Regions from separate parts of the Danio rerio genome. Here region 2 is linked to region 1. A link is a contact called in public HiCAR-type data. All regions are on one chromosome and are shown on one strand. Each heading gives the region's core, a stretch centred on a gene start, on an enhancer-like site or on the middle of the called end of the contact. The rest is flanking DNA. Distances are from core to core; before and after follow the strand shown.

The links. HiCAR-type assays count read pairs that join an accessible place to other places.
Region 2: a HiCAR-type map of caudal fin shows a contact between it and region 1, with 6 times the contacts expected there. The contact joins two enhancer-like sites. A contact is called at or near these places in 2 of 18 Hi-C or Micro-C datasets (caudal fin and an unstated tissue) and 1 of 4 datasets of contacts at active chromatin or transcription factors (caudal fin).

What each region holds. Positions count from the first base shown.
Region 1 is chr11:8,690,939-8,698,144 of GRCz12tu, reverse strand. No RefSeq gene overlaps it. Among named protein-coding and RNA genes, the nearest start is that of tbl1xr1a, 100 kb to the left of the region's middle. Within about 2 kb of position 2,029, at least 52 of the 62 cell types and tissues checked have an H3K27ac peak or open chromatin away from gene starts, as enhancers often do. A contact at or near this core is called in caudal fin, where this site is marked.
Region 2 is chr11:8,890,927-8,898,720 of GRCz12tu, reverse strand. All of the region lies in intron 18 of si:ch211-51h4.2, which reads left to right. tbl1xr1a (TBL1X/Y related 1a) reads right to left here. Exons shown (of 14, transcript NM_001020583.1): 4 at 1,619-1,721; 5 at 631-776. The coding sequence starts at 1,676. Among named protein-coding and RNA genes, the nearest start is that of tbl1xr1a, 96 kb to the right of the region's middle. Within about 2 kb of position 6,265, at least 39 of the 62 cell types and tissues checked have an H3K27ac peak or open chromatin away from gene starts, as enhancers often do. A contact at or near this core is called in caudal fin, where this site is marked.

The DNA of each region.
Region 1 (7,206 bases), core at 780-3,279:
GCATTCACCTGGATGATGCGACGACAGCCATTTTGCGCCACACCACACTCCAGCTGATTGGTGAAGAGGAGACAGAGTGATGAAGCTAATTATAATATGGGGAGGGTTAGGAGACCATGATGGACAGAGGCCAGGGGGGAAATTTGCCCCAAAAAACATGACAGACCCTGCTGAGATATGGATGTGTTATTATGCCGTGACTGTTGCTCAGTTAAGTGTTTGGTGGTCTTTGAAAGGTGAGTTGTTTGTTGTTTATTTTAATATCCTGATAACACGACATAACCCATCCATATCTCAGCTGGGTCCGTCATGCTTTTGGGTCCCCTTGAAACATTTCCCAGACATCCCAAGTCTCCCGGAAGTTGCGGGAGTATGCCTAAAATGCATAGACACTCTCGGATGCCCGCAAATGAATCATAATTTCCCGGAAATCACGCGTCTCCTGCCCGGCCCTAAAATATGTTGCACACCCCTCTCTCCACTGCATCCCTACTAGCTCTTCAGGTACGTCTCCCGCAACTCACCCCCACCGTTCTTCAGGTACGTCTCCCGCAACTCACCCCCACCGTTCTTCAGGTACGTCTCCCGCAACTCACCCCCACCGTTCTTCAGGTACGTCTCCCGCAACTCACCCCCACCGTTCTTCAGGTACGTCGCGCGCAACTCACCCCCATCACTCTTCAAGTACGTCTCCCGCACACGCCCCCCCTTTACAGATACGTCACCCCCTTTCCCCCACCCTGCCCCCGCTCTTCATGTACCCACTAATGCGCTACCTCCCGCAAATCAACTCTGTATCCTCCGGAAATGACTCTTTCCAACTTGGGATGTCTGATTTCCGTTGTGTTACGTGGAGTATTTTCAAGTGTTGTGACCAATAAGCTGCGCGTTTCTTTAGTTGTTTGTGTTGTGACTAGATGCAACATGTGTGCTGTCAGGTTAATAAAGAGCGTTTCTTTATTTGGTGGTGTTTTTTGTAATTGCAGGTGCTTTCTGAAATTGCAGTGTGTTAAGCTCTCTCGGCCACCATAAAGGAGGCTGTATGAGTGCTGTAATTGCAGAATATCACATTGCTATTATTTAAAGTAGTTGCATATCTTTTAAGACCATCCAACAAGCGCTTGTCAACCCAGCTGTGTTTTTTTGTTTTTTGATGTTGTTATTTTTTTATCTCCTTCATTTCTATAAAGTATCATTTAAGGGTAAACATTTCCCAACAGATTATTAACTCACTACTAACCACTAAAGGACACATGTAGCATCACAACAGATCAAAACATTTAATTTAGTTAAAACATACTTTGAATTTCTAGAATGCTCAGCTTTAAAGCTGACATGAAAACAAGGGATACCTCGTTTCATCCAGTGCAAGACATTTCTGAAAATGAAACGAAACGCACACATCTGCTGCGTCGAGCACTGATTTAGGCTTCAGGAAAAAATCCCTCATTCATGATAATCACGTTATGACGTCAACAACTTATGAAACATGTAATTCAGATGACAAAGAGTAGATTCTGCTTGATAATCACACTCATCCTTCATAGGAAAAAAAAAAGAAAGTGCTGTGCTTCAAGACACAGTAGACAGTCATTAATCATAAGGAATGTTTGCATTATGATGAACATAGATAAACACTCTTGATTGTGGTGTCAAAGTCAGTTACAGACAACACGTACCTTTGATCGATTACATTTCGAAGCCACAGGCAATACAGGATTCATTCTGTTTGTGCAAGACAAGGGTGTATTTTAATCGGCAAGTGCTCGGATGACACAAAAAAAACCTTCCTTGATCTGTCAGGGCTTGTTCTTCATATTAAACGTTATCATTGTGACATTTTTTTTTTTGTATGGGGATGCCTGACTTTATTAGGAGCACATGTGCTGTGACTCTCCTTGTGCAGACAAACCTGTCAAGCTGCCTTCAGTCAGAACTAAAATGGCCATGATCTTTCCTTCCCGCTTTTCCTCAGTACGCCACAAAGTCCCTTCCCCCTCTCTTTCCTTCCTCTGCGGGAGCCGCTTGGAGAGAGAAAGCCCTTTCACCTACATTCAGCTAAGCCTGCTTAATGTGGCTGTGCAGAGCGGGGCGGCGAAGGCTGTGATCGCTGTGATGTTTGAGTGCTTCCTAAAATGCATAGTGCTCGTCCATCTGTGCGGGCCGTTTATTCCAAACACGCACAGACAGCTGCTGGTTCAGTCCAGATTTCCTTCAAAATGACTGAAACGCTTTGAAACACTGTAATTGTCATTTCCCTGTTTATAGCCATCTTATACGCTAACCCTGGGATCAACATTTGTATGCTGATGTTGGATTCAGAAGTATTTCGTGTTTTTGTAGTTTAGTAGCAATCGTCCAAATGTTATGCATTAGCTAGTCTTCAAAGACTTTGTTTATGGAGCAAAATAAACGGTTGCCATGGAAACCATTAGCATTTATTGTTACATGAGAGTTGAGTCGAAGCAGCAGCCGGTTCCTTTTATATATGTGTCACGGATCACGATAGAGCCGCTAATAGGATGGCAGCAACACAAAACAAGGTTGCAAAACGCCCTGTTTTGTTTGTGGGCCTTTTTGGTATAAAGGACTAGGTACTGGAGGTGTATGATTTGGCCTATTTGTAAGAAATTTTGTGGGCAGGTATAAAACATCACACATTTAAAGAAAAGATTCAAGAACAGAAAGTAATCTTTATTGGAGGTCGAAATGAAACTGTTACATTTCTTCAAACAACATTTCTGTCTGGTTCTTGAATCTTATTTGCTGATAGCCGTGCGATATTTTGCCAGTAACAGCACACAAAGGCCTCTTCAAATTTCACCTTTGTGTATTACTCCGCCCACAGTCAGCAACAAGCAGAGGACACTCTACAAATATTGCTGCTGTTGGACAACATTGTCCTTTTGAGACTTTTTTTAGTCAAGAATGTAGTCGTTTAGATTGCAACTATGCATTTTGTTTATAAAAATAGTACATATTTTAAAATATTTACAATTTTTGAAAGATGGTCATTGGCCAGCCATACAGAGTCGAACAAGGACGGTTGATGTTTTCATTCACAAGATGGCGACAGGACCGCATAATAAGCCATTAGAAGATAAAAACAACATAACTACAGCTGATCAAATGATTATTAAACTGATAAGTGATATTCCAAGTCGATCTCTCTCTTTTGCATGTTGTTGTGCTGTATTTATAATGTTACCATAAGTAAATGTAGTGCACTTAGTGTGAGATATGGGACTCACAAATCAGAAATGTGTGTTGTGTTGGCAGAAAGAAAGAAGAAATGCCCGCATGTGTTTATTGTTTATCCTTCTCGTAAATACACCAGCAGTCTTTTAGTTATTGCGCTGCTTTTTTAGGGGTTAATTATTGTCATATTGTAACAGGCGCTTATTGTTTGATATGCTTTGTATATAAATGTTATGTCCCCATTAAGAGGACTTCTTCTGCGGTTGTTTTGCCTTTGAGTTGTAAGCACACATTTATGGGAGCTCAGTTCAGTTCTGGTGAGCTCTGTGAAGTGTGTGATGGTCGCTCTACCGCTGTATCATTCGTTTATTTCCATAATGTAACATTTTATTTTGCGACAGATGTTTGGGCGTCTTTTTCTTTTCTTTTTGCCTACTTAATGCCAAATTAAAGTTGACTGGCATGAATATTGTCGACAGAACTTGGGAGAAACGCATAAAGGCCAATAGGAAGAGCGAAAAAGTTTGTCTCCTTTTTTTCCCTGCTAAAAGTCTTCGGGTAAATGCTGGGACACTTGGTACCCGTAACAATATACCGATTGCAACAGAGAAATACTGTAGTCTGTAATAGACTGTAGAGAGATATCTCTGTAGACAGATGGCATTTCAGGTCACGTTCAGTCTTATAATCTTAAAAATAAAAAAAATATTTAAAAAAATAAAAGCTGTTTTGTCATCACTTTAGACATTACGCTATAGAGCAGGGGTGGGCAAACTGGGAGGGCTGGTGTCCTGCACAGTAATACTAATCAAACACACCTGAACATGCTAATCAGTGTCTTCAAGATCACTAGAAATTTATAAGCAGGTGTGTTTGATTAGAGTTGGAGCTAAACTGTGCAGGACACCGGCCCTCCAGAACCGTGTTTGCCCACCCCTGCTATAGATAGTCATTCAACCACTAGCTCTAAAGTGATGTTGGTGAATTAGTAACGGCTTCTGCTGTTTTGACGTCAGCTGCAGAAGTGAATGAAGGGTGGAAGAAAGTAGTTCCTAATAAAAAAAAGGTTTTTAGACACGATTATGCAGTTGAACTGTTGAATAAACGCAATATAACACTTGTAGCAGTGCGATTTGGCTGTATATCAGCCTGCAGCCTTGTGCTAATGCACGCCTAGCACCAATGCTGATATATAGCCATATCGCACTGCTACAAGTATGATATCGTGTTTATTCAACAGTTCCACTGCATATTGCTCATATATTTATATATATATATATATATATATATATATATATATATATATATATATATATATATATATATATATATATATATATATATATTCAGTGTTTTTGAAATTATTATTTCGGATAGTCTATACCAAGGGTCACCAATCTCGGTCCTGGAGGGCCGGTGTCCCTGCAGGATTTAGCTCCAACTTGCCTCAACACACCTGCCTGGATGTTTCTAGTATACCTAATAAGACCTTGATTAGCTTATTCAGGTGTGTTTGATTAGGGTTGGAGCTAAAATCTCCAGGACACCGGCCCTCCAGGAGCAAGTTTGGTGACTACTGGTCTATACAGTACATGAAGTTCAAGCTTCTGAATCAAGTGCATCTAAAGCCATGCATCCAAGGCAAAGTGAAAGAAGTTATTGACTGTAATATACTTACTATACAAATTAACTGGATGGCGGTCAGAAAGTAAGCATCATTTTATATTTTAATATTTGCCGGTTTTAGTCTGAGACTCTTTGATGCACACACCATAACTAACCATAAACTGACATGAAAAATGAGACATTTATTTGGCTGTTTACAATAAAAAATGACATTAAATAATAAGATATATTTGTATTAATAATCCATAACATCTGACACAAACTATAACAATTTACAAAGTACAACAACATCAATGTCTTCACAGCTGATTGATAGCTTGTAGTACTTACCTCTATATGTAAAAAAAACCCACAATAGTCTCTTTGCTGGAAGCATTAGTCTAGCAGATACATTTATACACAGAATTCTCAAAGCATCATTATAAGCAAATAGAAGCTTTCGTAAGCTGTGTGCTCTGTAGTTAAACCACAATTGAGCAGGGCAAAGAGTTTAAAGTATGCTTTAAACAATTAAATTATGTAATGGATTCACTAACTTGAACAAACAATGAAGCAATAAATTTATTACAATATTTATCGTCTTCGTTAACGTTCAAGCTGTTCACTGTTAGCTTATTCCAACTCACAGTGCATTAACTAATGCTATTATACAGCTGTCTAAAATACTTGACTCTGATTGGTCAGTCTCAGCATTCCAAGGTATGTTATTCCGAGATAACAATCACTAAATAACACAAACTCATCTGGGAACTTAGAATCATCTTGAATGCCAGTAAATACCATCAAATCAATATATTTGCATCCACATTCATGTATATCTGCTTGCTGTCATGCTTGCATCCACATTCATGTATATCTGCTTGCTGTATATCTTTCATGCTGTGGTTTTGACTGTTTGGTGTCGTTTTGTGAATGAATATGGTGTAGGTTAGTCTATAATTCATCCAGTTAGTTTAGTTTCTGTTAGCTTTTAGTTTTTGACTGTTGCTATCTTGTGACTGAATAACATAGAAGTTAGTGTACGCTCCATCAGCTTAAATTTCTGTCAGCATTGCGTTTAATTAAAGAGTTAATATACTACTACAGCTCAGAACAATGTTTTATGTCTAATGTTTATGTTCTGTGGCAAGTAGCCATGTGATAAGTGTGATACAAGACATCCAGGATAGTTGATTTGTACAATTAGGCTCTTCAGTCTTATACAACAACCCTTCTTCAGACTTTGCGTCGGACCGCTGAAAAGCCGTTCGTGTTTTTTTCTGCAATAACAACCTTCTGGATGTACTTTATCCCTCACATAATCTTGAATTTGGATTTTATAAATACATTGTGGCAAAGCAGTGGTGCAGTAGGTAGTGCTGCCGCTTCACAGCAAGAAGGTCGCTGGGTCGAGCCTCGGCTCAGTTGCCGTTTCTGATTGGAGTTTGCATGTTCTCCCTGCGTTCGCGTCGGTTTCCTCCGGGTGCTCCGGTTTCCCCCACAGTCCAAAGACATGCGGTACAGGTGAATTGGGTAGGCTAAATTGTCCATAGTGTATGAGTGTGTGTGTGAATGTGCGTGTGTGGATGTTTCCCAGAGATGGGTTGTGGCTGGAAGGGCATGCGCTGCGTAAAAACTTGCTGGATAAGTTGGCAGTTCACTCCGCTATGGCGACCCCGGATTAATAAAGGGACTAAGCCGACAAGAAAATGAATGAATGAATGAATTAATACATTGTCAGATGTTGAACTACAAGTATTGTCCATTATTAGTTAATGTTGGTAAATACATAAACTAACCTAAACAAATGAAACTGGATTGAAAAGTTTGACCTTAATAAAAATAAGAAATAAACAAACCGGTATAACAATTAACATTTTGTCCCCTCACCTTTACAATGATGGCTGCACTGCTTGTACACATTGTGATTTGTGTACTTAGTTAGTATTCCTGTAATAGTGGTGCATGGATGAACAAACAACAAATGTTTTGTTGTGTTATTCAGCAACTGCAGGGCCACAAAGCAACAAATCGCCAGCAGTTACAACAGTGGTGACCAAGGCAACGCTAGTAATGACAACCTTTTTTTGTCACCAGAAATGTAATTATTCATTCATTTATTAATTTACTTTTTTTTAATTTACAGTCCCTTTATTAATTCAGGGTCGCCACATTGGAATGAACTGCCAACTTATCCAGAACGTTTTTTACGCAGTGGATGCCCTTTCAGCCGCAGCTTATCTCTGCGAAACTCTCATTCACACTGATACACTGTGGACAATTTAGCCTACTCAATTTACCTGTTCTGCATGTCTTTGGACTGTGGGGGAAACCGGAGCACCCAGAGGAAACCCACGCGAACGCAAGGAGAACATGCAAACTCCACACAGAAATGCCAACTGA
Region 2 (7,794 bases), core at 5,016-7,515, 200 kb before region 1:
GCAGTTTAATTTTTTTTAACTATTTTGATTAGCATTTTTACAGTCTTCTACAGAACAAGCTATTATTATACAATAACTTGCCTAATTACCCTTATTATGACTTTAAATGTCACTTTAAGCTGAATACTAGTATCTTGAAAAACATCTAGTCAAATATTAGTTACTGTCATCATGGCAAAGATATAATAAATCAGTTATTAGAAATGAGTTATTAAAACTATTATGTTAATGTGTTCAAAAATCTTTCCATTTTACAGAAATTGGGGAAAAATATAAAAAAGTTGGCTAAGTGAATATTACATATAAATATATCATGTCCATTTTATTTATGCCTGATGCATTAGATTGTTCTACTTAAAAAAAAGTATATAAAGTATATTAGCTACCTCCTAAGAATAATTCTCATTTTTATTTAATGTACTAAAATAAAAAAATAGATTTAATAAAAACAATATATGTTTAAACACTTTCATTTATTTTACAAAATTGAAAACGATTTTTATATGAATTTTAATTAAAAATCTCATGCATAATGTGAGATTCAGCATAAAAATATAAACAATAAAATAATTAATAATCATAACTCAATAGATGCCTCAAATGATGATGTAAATAAAGCTGCGCGGTCACCTCATTGATGCTGACTTCAGCCTCCACGTACTGCAGGCCCTTCTGAATGATGGAGATTAGGGCAGCAGGGGGCACCAAGGCGCCGTTGATGTTCGACTGGCTGATGTGGCTCTCAATGCCGAATGTGAAGGCCGAGTGGGAAAACCCTGCCAGAGGGAATGATAAACACTTCAGTGTGACGCTTGCTGGATCAACTTTCTCTTCTGCTCACAGCTACACAGAGCGTATCATGTGTGCTCCTTTAAACAACGCCCTGACTGTGAACAGCCATAGAGTTGTACTGTAAGCAATGCTGATGGAGGCTTATGAATCAAAAGGAATAAGTGATAGGTCTATCAATCAAATATGAAAACATTTTGGTGTGTTTTTTAATCATTATTCATGGGAAAATGTACCAAATAATTAAAACGTTGTTCATTTACATACGCTCCACATTTTCCAAAATGATTTGAGTAGTGACAAACAGAAGATATTTTGAAGAATGTTGGAAACCTGCCACCACTAGGTATGATTCCATCCAAAGTTATACTTTGTGCAAAATGTCTGTTTTTTTGGTCATTATGCAGAATTATATTTGCAGAATTATAAAAACAACCCGAGACGACAACGATTAACTGGTTAGTCTAGTTATCCAATGGCATCCTCTGTTGAGGCAAAATCAGATAACATATTTGAAGACTGTATTGACTAAATGTTTTTCCAATGCAGTGGATGTGCATGTCATATTATTATTTTTTATTATTAATAATAATGTAATATTCTAAAATATATAAACATAGCTATTGATTTTCATAGTACATATTTCCTACTATGCAAGCCAACATTCTTCAAAATATCTTTATAAGAGTCTCGTAAATGTTTAGAACCACTTAAGGGTTAGTAATAATCATTATTTATTATTGTTATCATTATTATTATTATTTAATATTCAGGAAAGAGCGTTTTTTTGTAAAATGTTGGTGGTGATTAGTGTGGTAGCGCCACCTACCTGACTCCTGCAGGTATCTATACACCAGGAAGTTGACCTCATCGCTGCTAATACTCATCTTCACACTTGCTTACACCATGAGGTCAGCACACAGGACACTAGCCTGAGAGAAAAAGAGGACAAAAACAATCTCAGAAACGGAATGACACTAAAAGCGTCAACAGAAGAGGTATGGATATTGCCAGACTTTCTGCTTTCCACTCAGGGGACTCGGAGTGTGTATAAAAAGCCTCTTTTTTTACAGTGCAATAAGGGGGTAAAAGCTCTCTTTGTCAGCAGGAACCTGAGTGTGTAGTGTGCTGCCAGAGGTTACCAAGGGCTTCACAGCCCTGCATGGCTGAATAACAAGTTGTAGTTCCAAAAGTGTCCATTATACTAAGGGGGCGCTGTTGCATCAAACTGAACTGCAGAACAAACAAAAAAAAGCTCCTGCCACTGAAAATGTTTACATGAGAGTTACTACAAAATACTTGTGTTTACTTGAGTTTGTGACTCAGATTCAATTTGACTGGCCTTACAGAGCTGCCAAAATGTCAGTTCACACATTGAGATGCATTTACAACTTTAGCACAGGAGGGTTTAGTTGAAATTAAAACTGACCTAGATTTGACAGTTTTTTTACATGATTAAACTGTTCGATTTATTGTGATATAAAGGGAACAGTTAACACATTTCATTCTCAAGGACACTGCTCTGTTTTTTTGCTGAATTTCTTCAAATAGCATGCTCTATATTTAACCACAATTTTAACATGTCTGCTGAACGGTAGACTTCTTGAAGCAGAAAACAAAACATGTAAAACACTTAATTTCTCAGATAAAAAATACAGCTGGATACATTTTACTGTCTAAAAAAAGAAACAAAGCTACACTATTATTTTATTTATTTATTTATTTTTGATGTATGAAAGCTCTTTTAAATTGTTACACACCTAAAATAAGATATTTTTATTTTGCATTATACAACTTAAACAGATTTTAAAAATCCCTGAAATGTGTAACAATACATCACAGTGTTTCCTCTAGGATTTTTTTCCAGCTGTGGCGGCAGGCCTTTTTTTTACACAGATATACCAAATACCTGTGGCGTTATTTCATTGACAAATGTCTTGAGCGCAGTATTAGAAGTCAAGATCGCATTTATGTAATTACCTACATGTACGAGCATGTGAATCTCTGCTTAACGATTTCCTCTGCTTGTGCACAAAACATCTTGCACGCGACCTCAAATATAAGTCGCTTCAAGAGCGCGCAGATCTTCTTGTGCGCTCTCAAACAAATGCTGCTGAGTGCGATTTAGTGCGTTTATGTAACGAGGATGTCTCCAGCATTTATTAGATTTGCTAGGAATGTTTATGAATGTCTCTAATACAGTGGTCCCCAACCCCCGGGCCACAGTACCGGGCCGCACAAGAATTAATTATCTTTAAGTTGCCAGATAAAGTTGCTACATTTAAAGCCAAACTGAGGCATATTGGACATGTTTCAAACATTAGCGGGGATTTTGTGTGAGACTAAGCCTGCGCCCTCACTCACCAAGCTGGTGCACGATCATCAGTATTCACTGTTGAAGGAGTTTGAGCGCTACTTCCCAACCTCAAAGGACCCACAAACGGCTAGGGAATGGATACGTGACCCATTTGTCAACAAACCAGCTGAATCCAGAATGTCCGTGCAAAAAGAAGACCAACTGCTGAAGATCGTAAATGACAGCGGCCTTAAAACAGTGTTCAAGACAACAACTCTGCCGGTGTTCTGGATTAAAGTAATGGCAGAATACCCAGAGATCGCTAACACAGCGCTGAAAACCCTGTTGCCATGTCAAGATGTACATGATATGTGTGTTCTGGCGCTCACGGGCTGTTTCACGGGCACACGCAAAGCTTGAAGGTAAACAAACAACGGCTTATCATAAGCATCTTATCGATAATTATTTACACGGTTGGCATTAAGATGAACATATAAACGTTATCTGACTAATTTCTATCAGCTAAATGTGTCTGGAAAAATATTCAAAGGCTTTTATTCTCATAATCCGCGCGGACGTGAACGCGTCTGACTGTTCTGATTGGCTAAAGCAGACATCTCACGTTAGCACATTCTAGACGTGCACACGCTTGTTTCACCCCTCCCCCCAGTATGAAAAAGGTTGAGGACCACTACTCTAATAGACCTACAGAGTAGCATTAATACATCCTGAAGTAAAGTGAAACGGCTATACGTCGTGTTTGCTGGCCTTTCAGCCAGTCAGTCAGCACGTCACGTCATAAATATATGTGTGTGTGTGTGTGTGTGTGTGTGTGTGTGTGTGTGTGTGTGTGTATGTTGTACAGTTTAGCAGTACTATGGTAGTATGGTGACTCTATGGCTCCAAAATACTGGTTGTACCACTGTAGTTTGTAAACGGTAGTATTGTCATTAACAGCCTATCTACAATAAAGTGACTAAAATGCTCACACGTTTCTGCAACAATAGACCATTTTATTTGAAAAGTCTGTGGAGCCCTTTAAAGTTGCAAAGCTTTGTACAATTTTTATGGTAGCCTATTGCACGTTTTCTGATGCTTCAATTCGAACGTACATCTGAATCAGTTAATTTCTGTTTCTGTCAATATGATTTACTAGCTACAAAAAACGCAACAATCTCTTAAAAAGAACAACTCACAGTGAAATTTTGAATTACTTTCAATTCTTATCTAATAAGACTGAAAAAAAAACAATAGATGAAAACCCAAAAGAGCTACAGAAAAAGTTAAAAACTATTTTTGACCGTTTCATATACCCTAATTTGCTCGTTTTGTAAAAAAAAATTGTTCTGTATAATTTGTATCTTTATTTTATTGTATTTTTTGTTGGTCAGTTATCTACAAAATAAACAAATAGAACTAATGCATTTTAGTGGGAAGTGCTGTACAAATACTGTTTTCAATAATAAGGGAATTCTACATTTAAATCAAGTACACCTATTATAACATAATATACAGTATTTAACAATTTACTTTATTTTATAGATTTGAGTTATGAATTGCAGTAGCGCAATTATACTTGGTATCACAATACTTTAGCTGGTATAGTATAGTAATGTGAATTAATGGTATTGCGACAACCCTTATACAGTATATATAAATATATAAAATATCAGACGTTACAATACTATTTCGAATTATCATTGATCTGCAGCCATAGTCCAATCATGTTCATATAAAGTTTAGTTATTAACATTTATACACAAGTTGGCCTGTTTATGTGTATAAAGCATCTGTTTTGTATATGATATGTGAACGACCTGTAAAGCTTTACTTTGACATTTCCTTGAGCGAGAATGACGTCGACTGCAATTTTTTGTCCTAAACCACGCCCACCGAAAGGATACCATTCATACCTTTTGGCAGTAGAGACACAAGCCTAATAAAGGTGACCTATTCAGTGTCATACCATAGCTTACTGAAGCATTCAATGGAAATGAAGCAACCAAGCGATTGGAGTAATTCATCTAGATTTGGTCAATCAGGCTTGTGCATTATTATGAACAAGCAACATTTTTCATTCACAAGAAACTGGTCAACTTTAAGGTTGTTTATTCATGCAACACTCTATATCACTATATCTGCTCAGCATTCGGACTTCCTCCAGAAAACAGCATCCCCAAGCACAAACATATTTTCAGTTCCACATTGAAATGCTGCGTAACCACAAGTGGGCTAATTCTAAAAAAGTGACCCATTTCCTGGCGACCTCTGTGTCTGCCACTCCAGATCACATCCTCATTTATATAGAGAAGTGAAGTGGAAAGTGTTTCCCCGTTGCAGTCAAAGGATGTGGTTTGTTAGCGAGAAGGATAGCTTGTCGTCTCCTCAGTTCTTGCTCGTTTTTGAGAGGTGAGGTTTTGTTCTATTTCTAAACTGTGCCACCATGTGATGTAACACCTACCTGCTCTCTCCTAAAGCTCGTTTTTGACTAACATTTAGCCTCAAACATTGGAGCCGGCCGTCTTGCATTCCCTTCATAAATTATGCAAACGCATGCAAATAGGAGCACATCATCAAAAGGCAGCGTCAGAGCCAATCAGATAACAGAGCTGCTGCAGCGACCAATCAAATCAGGCCAAACGGTGCCACCGGATCGATGCGTTTTATCTCACAGCATAGCCAAATTAAATCTCTGCAACAGTGCAGAGTGCTCATCTATATTATCGAGCGGCTGAGTCGATACCGAGGAGGACCAATAAATCAGTCCTGCTCGTCAAGACCACCAAGCCTGTAAAACAGAGCAGGGAACTCCAGGCATTTACAGTCAGCAACATTAGTTCAAGTAAAGAAACCACGGGTGGGGAAATTCCCTCATAGACGTGACACAGAAAGAGCTTTTATCGAAGCGGGTCACAGCAAACAGGGACCGCTGTGAGATATATCGCCATCTGTGTCTCGTAAATCGCCATTGGGAATGCAAATATCGTGATGCGTCCTCTGGCTTGGACGACATTTTGGTGCACTTGAGGATGCTTGGTGTGTAGAGTAATCTTCATTGTATAATCAAAGGCGGTGTGAGTTGCGTAACAGTGGAATGAAGGCACGCACACGGGGTGAGGGAGTTTGTTCTGTGTTATTCAAGGCTGAAGGGGGAAGTCTGACAGGAAATGCTATTCAACTAGTTTGGGTGAAAGGTGTGACGGATGACTATCGGGTTACAGACTGATAACAGACCACTTCATAGGGATTATGTCAAAAGAGGCCAGAAGGAGGGTTTACAAATCTAGCCATTTGCCTGCTGTTCACGACTGTTGTTAGACACAAGTTGCAAAAAATAGAAAAGGTGTAACGATTCTTGTTTAAAAAAAATAATAAAATCTGAGTTACATTTTTGTACGTAATTCTAACTAAATATGAGAATGCCACATGGTCCAGTGTTGTTTTTTAAATAAAAATAAAATGTAATGATGCATATGTAATTGGATGTAGTAGAGTTTGTAATGTGTTTTCAGTGTCTCGGAAAGGACTGTTCACATTAACTGATCCACACAAACTCCTTTGCAAGTGCTGCGAGTTTTAGTCACTTAACATGTGCAATTGAAAATACAATATTCCTCAAACATTGGTTGATTTTAATGAGAAAGATTTATAAATGTGTAAATGCAAAAGAAAAAGACAACTTGGATTCATTAATTTACTGATGCATTATTAAAATCCAACGTTATGCTTGTTAAGTGAGGGATAAAGCACATCCAGGCGGTTGTTATTGTAGAATACAACTAGGCCTGACACAATAATCAATATATCCACTTATCGCACAACACATGGACATGACCTCAATCATTTTTGGTGATGCAATATATATCGCCCATACATAAAACAATTCTAGCAACATTTTAGCCGACTGTGTAATATTTAATGGATGTCTCTATTGGAGTTGTACGGACATCTCTATTGGATGTGTCAGTATGATTAATAAAACACTATAGTAGTTACTATAAAGTACTGTAAAAGTACTATAAAGTTACTATAAAATAGATCTGGTCACAGATATCACAGCCTCTGTTGCATTTTACCCAGCGCTTTTGTCAACATTTATTATTATTTATTTAGGATATGTATCATCACATTCTGATTCCATTGCCTAATTATTAAAAAGTTAAATGACCTATAATTTAATTTAATTTTTTAGGAATAAAATGTTATGCGTTCTTTAGAAGAGTGTACTTGCATTGTAATTTTATATTTTTTATAACAAAAAAATAGATATCGAGACAGGCCTAAACACAGGCTAATGCAAAGCAAAGGAATTTATTTTGCGAAATATGTAAAAAAAAAAAACGTTGTTCAGAGCAATAATAGTTTTAAACTTTAATCAAATGCTAACAAAAACAAAAATGGCTGAACGGAATATACACTAACCTCTGTATTATTCTGTCACAAGATGAAACCTAACAATTAAGGCTAACTTGTACTTCTGGTGTATGGTTTGGTGCAGCCTTTAAATAGCCCTCAACGATGCACCCCTCACAAAAAATGTAACTACACATCGCAATGACGTGCATTGCCAACTCTGTGATTGGTCAGCTTGGTAGAAGTGATGAGGGTGGGTGGTACAGAGAGCCGCAAACCCAATGGAGAACCGTGAAGGAGCTCCAAATGGAAACTTTAGCTTTGTGTTTACCTTGTGATTAAAGTTGTTGCACGTC